2 separate regions of the Sus scrofa genome follow, and region 1 is linked to region 2. Evidence: chromatin contacts called from public promoter capture Hi-C data. All regions are on one chromosome and are shown on one strand. Each heading gives the region's core, a stretch centred on a gene start, on an enhancer-like site or on the middle of the called end of the contact. The rest is flanking DNA. Distances are from core to core; before and after follow the strand shown.

The links. Promoter capture Hi-C pulls out the DNA fragments that hold promoters and counts their contacts.
Region 1: a promoter capture Hi-C map of fetal liver shows a contact between it and region 2, with 4 times the contacts expected there. The contact joins the promoter of LOC110259558 here to the promoter of RPL36AL in region 2. A contact is called at or near these places in 1 of 5 promoter capture datasets (fetal liver) and 1 of 2 datasets of contacts at active chromatin or transcription factors (alveolar macrophages).

The regions. Positions count from the first base shown.
Region 1 is chr1:180,589,589-180,593,840 of Sscrofa11.1, reverse strand. LOC110259558 reads right to left here and starts at 1,498. Exons shown (of 3, transcript XM_021085051.1): 1 at 1,215-1,498; 2 at 665-1,141; 3 at 396-486. The coding sequence starts at 1,498. The coding sequence ends at 706. It overlaps NIN (ninein), which reads left to right. Exons shown (of 34, transcript XR_002346861.1): 3 at 1,600-1,653.
Region 2 is chr1:179,476,429-179,481,201 of Sscrofa11.1, reverse strand. RPL36AL (ribosomal protein L36a like) reads left to right here and starts at 3,382. Exons shown (of 2, transcript NM_213917.1): 1 at 3,382-3,412; 2 at 4,116-4,564. The coding sequence starts at 4,147. The coding sequence ends at 4,467. MGAT2 (mannosyl (alpha-1,6-)-glycoprotein beta-1,2-N-acetylglucosaminyltransferase) reads right to left here and starts at 2,738. Exons shown (of 1, transcript NM_001128482.1): 1 at 1,398-2,738. The coding sequence starts at 2,738. The coding sequence ends at 1,398.

The sequences.
Region 1 (4,252 bases), core at 249-2,748, 1.1 Mb before region 2:
CAGGCTTGTGTATTATAATAAATCAGGTGTCTCCTTCTTCAAGGGCAACACATTCAATCCCGCAGCCTAAAGAGAGAACAGTGGTGTCACCTCCGGCCCACCGCTGACACCTCTAGGCTTGGACTGGGATCCTGTCTGCATCCAGGTCAGGGGTGTAGGGATGAGGGGAGTGAGAAGCAGAGACTCGGGGAGCCAGAGGAGTAGGGATAGGAGGGAGGAGCCAGTAAATGCTGAGCAACGCCAAGGAGTTTCTGTCCTCTGTGGCTATTGACCGACCGAGGGTTGGATGTACCCGGGGAAGGCTGGATAGCGGGAGGGAGGGAGCCTAAAAGGACAGGTGGCAGGTAAGGAAGCCAGTCTAAACCTGGTAAGAGGGTCGCATTTGCTCCATAAGGTTCAGAGTCAAGTCCGGAGCTCTTCCACCTCCTGGACCCCTCTTCCAATGACCGCCAATGGACGCTCGAGGGCTGAGTAATCCAAGGCCTCCTGGGGGCAAGAGAGGCACCTGAATCTCCACCCTGAGGTTCCACGGGCTGGAGGTAGGGACCATTCCCCGACCCGGAGACGTCGCCAGCCAGGTGTTGTAGGCGCAGAGGGGTGTGTGCGCTCCCTTTGGAAGAAAGGAGAGGCTATTGGGCAGGGGGGTCGACCTCAGGGCGCTGACCTCCTCCGCCTGGGCTCCCGCGAGCCGCGGCGTTTTCAAATTCAAATCTCCCAGGCGACAGCCCCAGCGTCCCAGACAAAACGGGACCGGGCTCCGCGGTGCTCCGGCCACCCGAGTCGCAGAGGTGGTGGAGCGCGTGGGAGACGGACCCCTGCAAGTGTCAGGGCGGCGCCCGGCGCTCCTCCCTCAGCGGCCCCAGCTGCGCGGGCCGCGGAGGAGGAGCCGCGCCCTGGCCGGCGTCGCCCTAGCTCCTCCTCCCCGCGCGGGGCCTGGCCCTTCCTCCCCGGCGTCCAAAGCTTCGGGTGGCCGCAGCCGAGCGGGTAGCCGAGCGCGCTGGGCGCGGCTATCCCGCTGCCACCGCCGCCGCGTCCGAGCTCGAGTGCTCCCGCGGTCATGGTCCCCGCGGCGGCGCCGGCCGCCTGAGCCCCGGGACGCGGTAAGCGCAGAGCTCTCTCCCGGGGACCCCCGCCCCGCGGCCTGGGGGTGTGCAGAGGCCTCGGGCTGCCCCCGCGCTTCGGCGAGGCCCTGTGCTCCGGGGCGGCCCCGGCACCGTGACAGGCTGGGGTTTCCCCTCTGAGGCCAGGGCTCGGCGGTGGCTGTCCCCGCGGGCCGGGAGCAGGGGGTGGCGGCCGACTCGGTCCGGGGCGCTCCCGCGGGACGAGGCGGGGAGGGGGCGGCGTGGGCGGCGGAGGAGGGGCAGGTCAAGGAGCGCGGGCTGCGCGGGCGGGGGGCGAGCGGGCGGGCGTGGAGGATGCGCGCCGCAGCCTCCGGGAGCCGCGCTTTTGTGAGCGCTGGCTCCTTACATATGGAAATGACGCTCGTGCGGGTCCCCATTCGCGTCCTTTTGAAGGACGCCCGCCCGGAACCCCGGCGTCGGCTGCGAAGTATTGTCCCGCTCCCCGAGCCCTAACAAAGCGTCCTCCCCCGCTTTGCAGAGCACTGGAGGCAGGCGGCCGGCTGTGCGGACGCGACGGAGAGGCCGACAGAAGGTAGGCGAGGATGGCGGGGGCCGAGAGACCTGCTTCCTGGGGACCCAGTGAGGTTTCTGGGGGTGGTGAAGGGCAGGCGAGTCGGGGGCGCATCCGCTTCGCAGGCTGCCGGGGACCTGGGCGACGCGCCCCCGCACCGGCCGCACCTCACCTCCCGGGTCTGCAGCGCAGCGGGGTCTGGGCACCTTCGCTGCCTGCGTGGTCCCGGCCCGCAGCTGCCAGCTGAAAGCAGCTGCTGTGTGATGGTCGAGGAGCGGACTTGAGTCCGGGAGGGAGCAGAAGGGGCGGTTATTCGGTTGCCTTGTGCCACCCGGGCAGCCCTGTGGCTGAGAAACTGAAGTGAAACCTGTCTAGGGAACCCTGAGGTGTTAGCCTAGGCTGAGTAGCGGAGAGCTGATGGCCGTCAGTTAAGTGGGAATTATAGAAGGTGTGCGGAATCATTGCAGAGAGAAGGATTTCCCCAGTGCAATTACTAAGAAAAGGAGAAGAACGGAAAGACACTCCATTATTGCTTGAAAGCCTGGACCGCCAGACCCGCAGAATGGAAATATTGAGGGAGTAGCTTCTTGGGTTCCAGGGGCTGGGATTCTGCAGCTACCAAACCGGTCCTTGACAAAAGGACAGAGCTGATGGAAACAGTTTACTGCTCAGAGCTCTTTCTGTGAAGTTGAAAGAGAGGGAGCAATGGGAAGAGGCAATTTCCCAGCCTCAGCCCTGACAAACCAGGGCTAGGGTGCCAATAAAATGGGAACTGGAAAAATCGTCCTACCGTCAACCTTGTTTCTAGACAACTTAGCTATTATGAGATCTTCTGCTTTCTTTACTTAACTGGGACAGATCCCCTCCTGGTGTTGAATTCCTAAGACAGCCTTGCCATGCAACTTAACTCCTGAATTTGTGAAATCAAAATAGATTGCATGGTAGTCTTTTATGACAGATGTGGTAGCTTTTTACGATTAGAATCCTAATAAAGTTCACCAAGGTACACAGGCTAAGCCTCTGAAACCATGGATGATTTTCACTGTGGCTCCCTTAAATACATTAACATAAATTTATATCTGTTTACTTGTTTCCTGAGGCTTGACAGTCTGCAAGGATTTTTTTTTTTTTTCTGTGTCATGTTAATTTTATCTAGAGTCTTCCTTAGTAGCTAGTGTACTGACCTGAAATATTGAAAGGTCTTGCTGTGGAGTTGAAAGGGGCTGTGAAAATTCCCAGACTGTGTAACAGTTGCATTACAGGCTGGCTGATAAAACAATTTGTTAGGGTCTCCTCTGCTGTTGTCAGTGTACTTAAGGCGGTGAAGAGAACTGTGAAGTTTGTTTGCAGGTTTGTTTATTTTCATCTGGTCTCTGGTGATTCCTTGGAGAAACGCATTCTGACCGACAGTATAGATAAAGTGTAAGAGTTATGGATGTTCTAAATGGGTTAGACATCAGTAAAGATACTGCTAAGGCAGGAAAAGGCTTTCCAAAGGGCAACGGAAAGGCAGCCATCACAGGCACTGTCTTTGCATTAAAATGTCAAGGATCAGTCATTTTATAGGCACTTGCTCGGAATGGCCTGGGTATCTTTTTTTTTCTTGTCTTTTTTCATTTCTGATGTGTGATGACCCTTAATATCAAAAGATGTTAACTGTCACAGAGGGGGAGAATAGAGCTCCAGTGAATTCTGAACAGCCAATCTTAATTTAATAAGCAATGTTCTTATCAATAAGTCAAATGTTGTTCAAATCAGTTGTTTTAAATGTCACTGCAAATGACTTTCTAAAGTAACATTTTACCAGTCTTGATGCTTCCATTTTATGTCTATAATGAAAATACATTTTATCAGTCTAACATTGATAAAGGGATGGCAAGATTAGCCACACCATTTTAGAGGGATTCAAAGCAGCCTAAAGTCTTTTCAGGAACTTTATTTTTATAGATGCCAATTCATTTGTAAGCCAATAAATGATGTGGTTTGAATTCTAGCTATTGAATTTACATCTGCTGGGCAGGGGCTTGTGAGATTTACCGAAGCTTACAGAAAGATATTTTTATCCTATTGACAAATGGAGTTTTTAAAAGATTATGGGAATATGCAAGTGAGCAACTTTATTTGAAAATCAGGACATTTTATTGTGATTTATATCAGTAATTAACCATTTATTCAAGCTTTTGAATGGAAAAATTACGATCTAATACTCTTAAAAAACAAAGTTGGGAAAATATTTTTCATAGATGTGAGAAGAGAAGCTTTTTGCTTTTATACCCCAGGGAACTGTGTATTCAGCACTGCAGGTATTCTAAATTAATTTGAATAAATATGGCTCAAGAAGTGAAAGTTGTGAAAAAGCTGTCTCTTTTAAGAAAGTAACAAACATGCAGCCCTGTTTTGGCTTCAGTAATTTTACTTAGTAGTGATTACAGTGATTGAATCTACCATGTGCAAGGCTAATGATTTTATTGCTCCAGCTATCCTGAGTTAACAACTTGATTGGGTAATCCACCTAACAGATTTAACAAAAGCTTGCGTTTGCTACATCATTCAGGATAGTAAAATGCTGAAGCTTAGTTATGTTTTAGGATAAATGCTAGTAGGATATGCTTAGTTAAAT
Region 2 (4,773 bases), core at 2,133-4,632:
CTTTTTTCAATCACAATATGAATCTTACTTCATTTGATGCAACAATTTTGAGATTGTCCCTTAGGTACACAATTTTCTGAGACTGAAATGACAATCTTGCAATATCTACACAGAAATTAGTCTATATTTCCAGTTGAATACAATTAGATACTGCTAAGGGAAACATGTTCAATTTGGAGTAAATTTTAAGCCTGTTTCCTATTGTTTACTGTGTCTGTTCTTTTAAAAGGGAGTTCCCTTGTGGTGCAGCAGGTTAAAGATCCTGCTGTTGCTGTTGTATTGCCACTGCAGCTGCCTGGGTTGATCCCTGGCCAGGGAACTTCCACATACTGCAGGCATGGCCAAGAAAAAACACCAAAAAAAAGTATGAGTTCTGTTAAAGCTGGCACTAGAACATGTTTCACCTTGTCAGGACTGAACTTTGTATCATTTCTGGCTGTATTTTACTTACACAGCAGCTTTTTATTGCTCATTATCTATGCCTGGCTGATTTGAAAGCCAGTTTCTTCCAAAGGGAATGCACTATCAAGAGCTGGTATTTCAAACTCTGTTATACAATGTACAGATAAGATGTAATGCTAACTTTAAAACTTTTAGAATGTCTTTACTGGACTTTGGTTTGTAGGTTTATTCTGCAAAATGATTAGGAACCTTTTTATGCAAAAATGAGTATTTTATTTTGGCAGCACTAAAAAAAAAAAAAACAAAACCACTGTATTTCTACATTGAGGTGAAAACAGTGTTTAAACTTTCTTATCAATCAAATACATTCCAAAAGAAAGTGTGTCCTATGAATGTTCCAAAGCACAGGCAAATCTTAACACAACAATACAAGAATCTGTAATACTGAAAAGTGACTCTGCTCTGACAGGGTGTTTAACAAACATAACTTTCGAATTATAAAGCCAGTGAAGCAATCCTTTCCTAGTAACTGTTATCAAGAATGAAGCTGGGCTTGTTAATACTCTTAGCAATTTCATGGTAATACTTTTAACTGGTATGACAATTTTAAATAAACTTTGCTGTATGTAATATAAGTTTTGAAAGTGGAAAAGTGTACAAAGTTCCAGATAAAAAGATTAATAGATGCAATTTAAATAAAATTTCCCCTTTTACTGGTTAACAATGATTTCCTTCAGCAGACACACAAGAAACTTTAAAACCCAACTCACAAAGTGAAAACTTGTGTTTTAAATCTTAATCAGACAAGAGGAAAAGATTACTATATTTGGACAACTTTTATAAGAATTTTGTTGTTGTATTAAAGCAGAAACCAGTTCCTAAACTCTTTTATTCAATTGTATATCCTGTTTGGACAAATATCAAAAATAGAAGACTGTCACCTTTTGCGATTGCGTTTTTTTTTTTTTTTTTTTTTTTTTTTTTTTTTTTTTTTTTTACTGCAGTCTTCTATAACTCTTACAGAGTTCATGGTCCCTAATGTCTCCCCACCCTCCATTTTTCCTAGGTGGGGAAAGGGCTGCTGTCAATTTTTCACTGATAGTTAAAGTTTCTGGAAACATGTACTGTTTGTTACTATTTAAGAGTGACTCAATTTGGGCACTCTGTGTGGATGGTCTACAGGTTTTTTTGTGATGCATACCACAGTCTCCAGCATGAAAAATCCTAGGAACTTGAGGAACCAGCACTTTCCAAAATTTTGGAAGACAAGATACAGTCAAATATTGAAGTGTCCAGTCCCAGTTATAATCATCATAAGTACAGAAAGTGTCTGTGCACTCGATCAGCTTCTGATAGGCATCCCGGGTCAAGGCCAGACCCATATTGTGCTCCGTGGATTTCCACGTTTTCACATCTACCTTGTCAGCAACGTCACGGAAACTGCGAACGGTAGTATAGGTCCCCAGGGAGAGAACGTCACACTCAGGACACTCTTGCTGCTTTAAATTCCACATCTTTTTGAAGACATGGTAAAAGTCTGGGGCTACGTAGTGATCCTCCTCTAGGAAAAGTATGAGGCCAGCATAGTCTCGAAGGACTTTGACCCTCTCCCACACGAAATGCAGCTTCCACCACCAGTGGTGTTTGGTTTGGGAGAACTTGGCCTCTCTGTAATGGCCGAAGGAGTCGGGATATTCAGCATTAATGCATCCCATTTTCAAAGCTGCATTCTTCTCCAGGTCTCTAGGGCAATCTCTGGGGTCAGTACCCGGAAACTCGTTAGGGTACAACTGAATGCTGAAAGGAAAGAACACCTGCAGAACCGGACAGAAATCCACCCCAGCGATCAGCTGATTAATCTCAGTCGACCAGAAGTCATGGCTAAAGATGACGAGGACGTTGTCGATTCCCTGGGCTTTCCGAAGTGAGTCCAGGAGCAGTTTGAGGTATTCGGCCCGGTTGTGCACCTGGACCACCAGCACAAGCTCGCGGGGGACCCAGGAGCTGACCTTATCCACATTCCTCAACGTCTGGTCAAAGTTCAGTTGGTACACTAGGGACCGGTACCGCAGCGTCAGGTTGTCCACCTCGGGCTGCGGGGCTGCCGCGACCAGCGGAGCCGCCGAATCGTTGGAGCCCCGGCGGATGCCCACGGATATGGCAGGATGGTCCCCGGCCCGGGCGCCCGCACCCCGCACGGGCTCGGCGTCCAGCAGCGGCGGGGCGAGGGCCTCATTCTTCCTTTGTCGCCCATTGCTGCTCCAGAGGACGAAGCCGCAGGCGGCCACCACGAACGTCAAGATCAGCACCTTCCGCTTGTAGATGCGGAACCTCATGGTCTCCGGGGCCGGGAGCGCGGGCAGGCGCGTAAAGGAGCTAGCGGATCCCGCACGGAAAGGGCGGGCGGGCGGCGGCCGTGGCCTGCAGCGATCGGAATGGGCCTCCGCGGCTGCCCTCGCTAACTCATCCCTGGCCCCGGGGGTCCTGGGGCCCGAAGGCGCTCAGCTCCCCTGTGCCGCCCGGGCTCCACACATCCTCGCCTGGCAGCTGCAGCTCAGGCTGTCCCGCCGCTAGGAGCCGCGACTCAGCGTCGCCTCGGTCCTCTCCATCCGGCACGGGTCCGAGAAGCCCGCCGCGGCCCCACCGCACCCCGGCTCCGTTACCTGCGCTTCCAGCGGCCCTGCGTCCTCTGGGCTTTCATCCTTACGCAGGCACCGGACGTCCCGGACCGAGGGACGCAACCTCGTCCCACTCCCGCGGAGACTGTCCTGACAACCAGCAACTGGCTCGCGGAGCTCCGCGGCCCCCGGGCCCACACCCCTCCGGCCCGCCCCTCGGGCCGTCGGTTGGCGCTTCCCCGACGCGTCGGGAGACGACCGGGCGTCGCTGCCCGCCTCTTATTGGGCCGCGGCGCTGTCGCTCAGGCTCAGTTCCTGCTTCCGTCCCGATCCTCCTTTTCCGGTGAGGCTAGAGCAGAGCGAGACCCGGAACGTGGACATCGGTTTTACTGGTAAGCTACACGCGGAGTGGTAGCGGTCTCGACTGGAGCCCCCGAAGCTCAGGATCCCGGGGTGGCCGGGCGAACCCTGGTAGGAGAGGGAGGGCGAGGCCCGCCGCCTTGGGGGATTTCAAGAACGGGCTTCTCCCTTCCGGGAAGGGGCTCCCGCATGGCGGCTGCCGGGCCGGGAGGCACTTGTTAAGGACACGTCAGCCTTCGGGGCCGCTGAAGGGAGACCGTGTTTCGGAGGGAGAAGTCAAACCACGTTGCTGCGGTCCTCAGAGAAGGGCCGGGCTCGGCCTTGGCACCAGCTACACCGCACCCGGAGCCAGACTGGCTCTCGCGCTCACTCTCCCACTCTTCCGAAGGAGAGTAGATTATCACACGACCACGCTTTAGTTGTTGGGTAACCACGGTAAATTAAGGACCAAAGGAACCCACTTTGGAACTTAGAGTCAGTAGGGGGACCTGACTGTATAGGGCATCCTTATGCTGCTGCTCTGGCCCTTATTTTAGTGAGCCTCATTTTATCACTGCTCCGATGATTAGCCTTCTAAAGAGTTGTGCACATATATATATTTATTCGTGTGGAAAATGCGTATTTGGTGCATTTATACGTTAATGATTTCTGTAATGTTACTATTTCCATATTTACAAAACTTAAAATTTCAAAATGTTTAACGTCTGTTGCTGTATTTTAAATATTTTACCACAGTATTCATCGTGAAAACACCCCTGTTGCAAAGATGGTCAACGTACCTAAAACCCGAAGGACTTTCTGTAAGAAGTGTGGAAAACATCAGCCTCACAAAGTGACCCAGTATAAGAAGGGCAAGGATTCCCTCTATGCCCAGGGAAAGAGGCGCTATGATCGGAAACAGAGTGGCTATGGCGGGCAAACAAAGCCAATTTTCCGGAAGAAGGCTAAAACCACAAAGAAGATTGTGCTGAGGCTTGAATGTGTTGAGCCCAACTGCAGATCCAAGAGGATGCTGGCAATTAAGAGATGCAAGCATTTTGAACTTGGAGGAGATAAGAAGAGAAAGGGCCAAGTGATCCAGTTCTAAGCCTTGAGAATTTTTTTTATTCTATATTTGAGAGGAAGGTGTTGAAGCCATAGGGGGAAAAAAAATGCCTGTATGAGAATAAATACAGTGATACCTTACTGAAATCTTTTGTATTTTTAAAATATAAATAGGATCTTGTGCTTATTTTGGTTCTAAATTAAGGAAGTTACAGAATTAAGGTTCATTTCAAATTCTCATTTAAATTTAGTTCCATAAGACTTGGAATGTTGATTTATATATAAAGATAGGAGTCCCACCTCAAATTTTATAACTAGGTTATGGAGATAAATCATAAGGCAGGGAAAA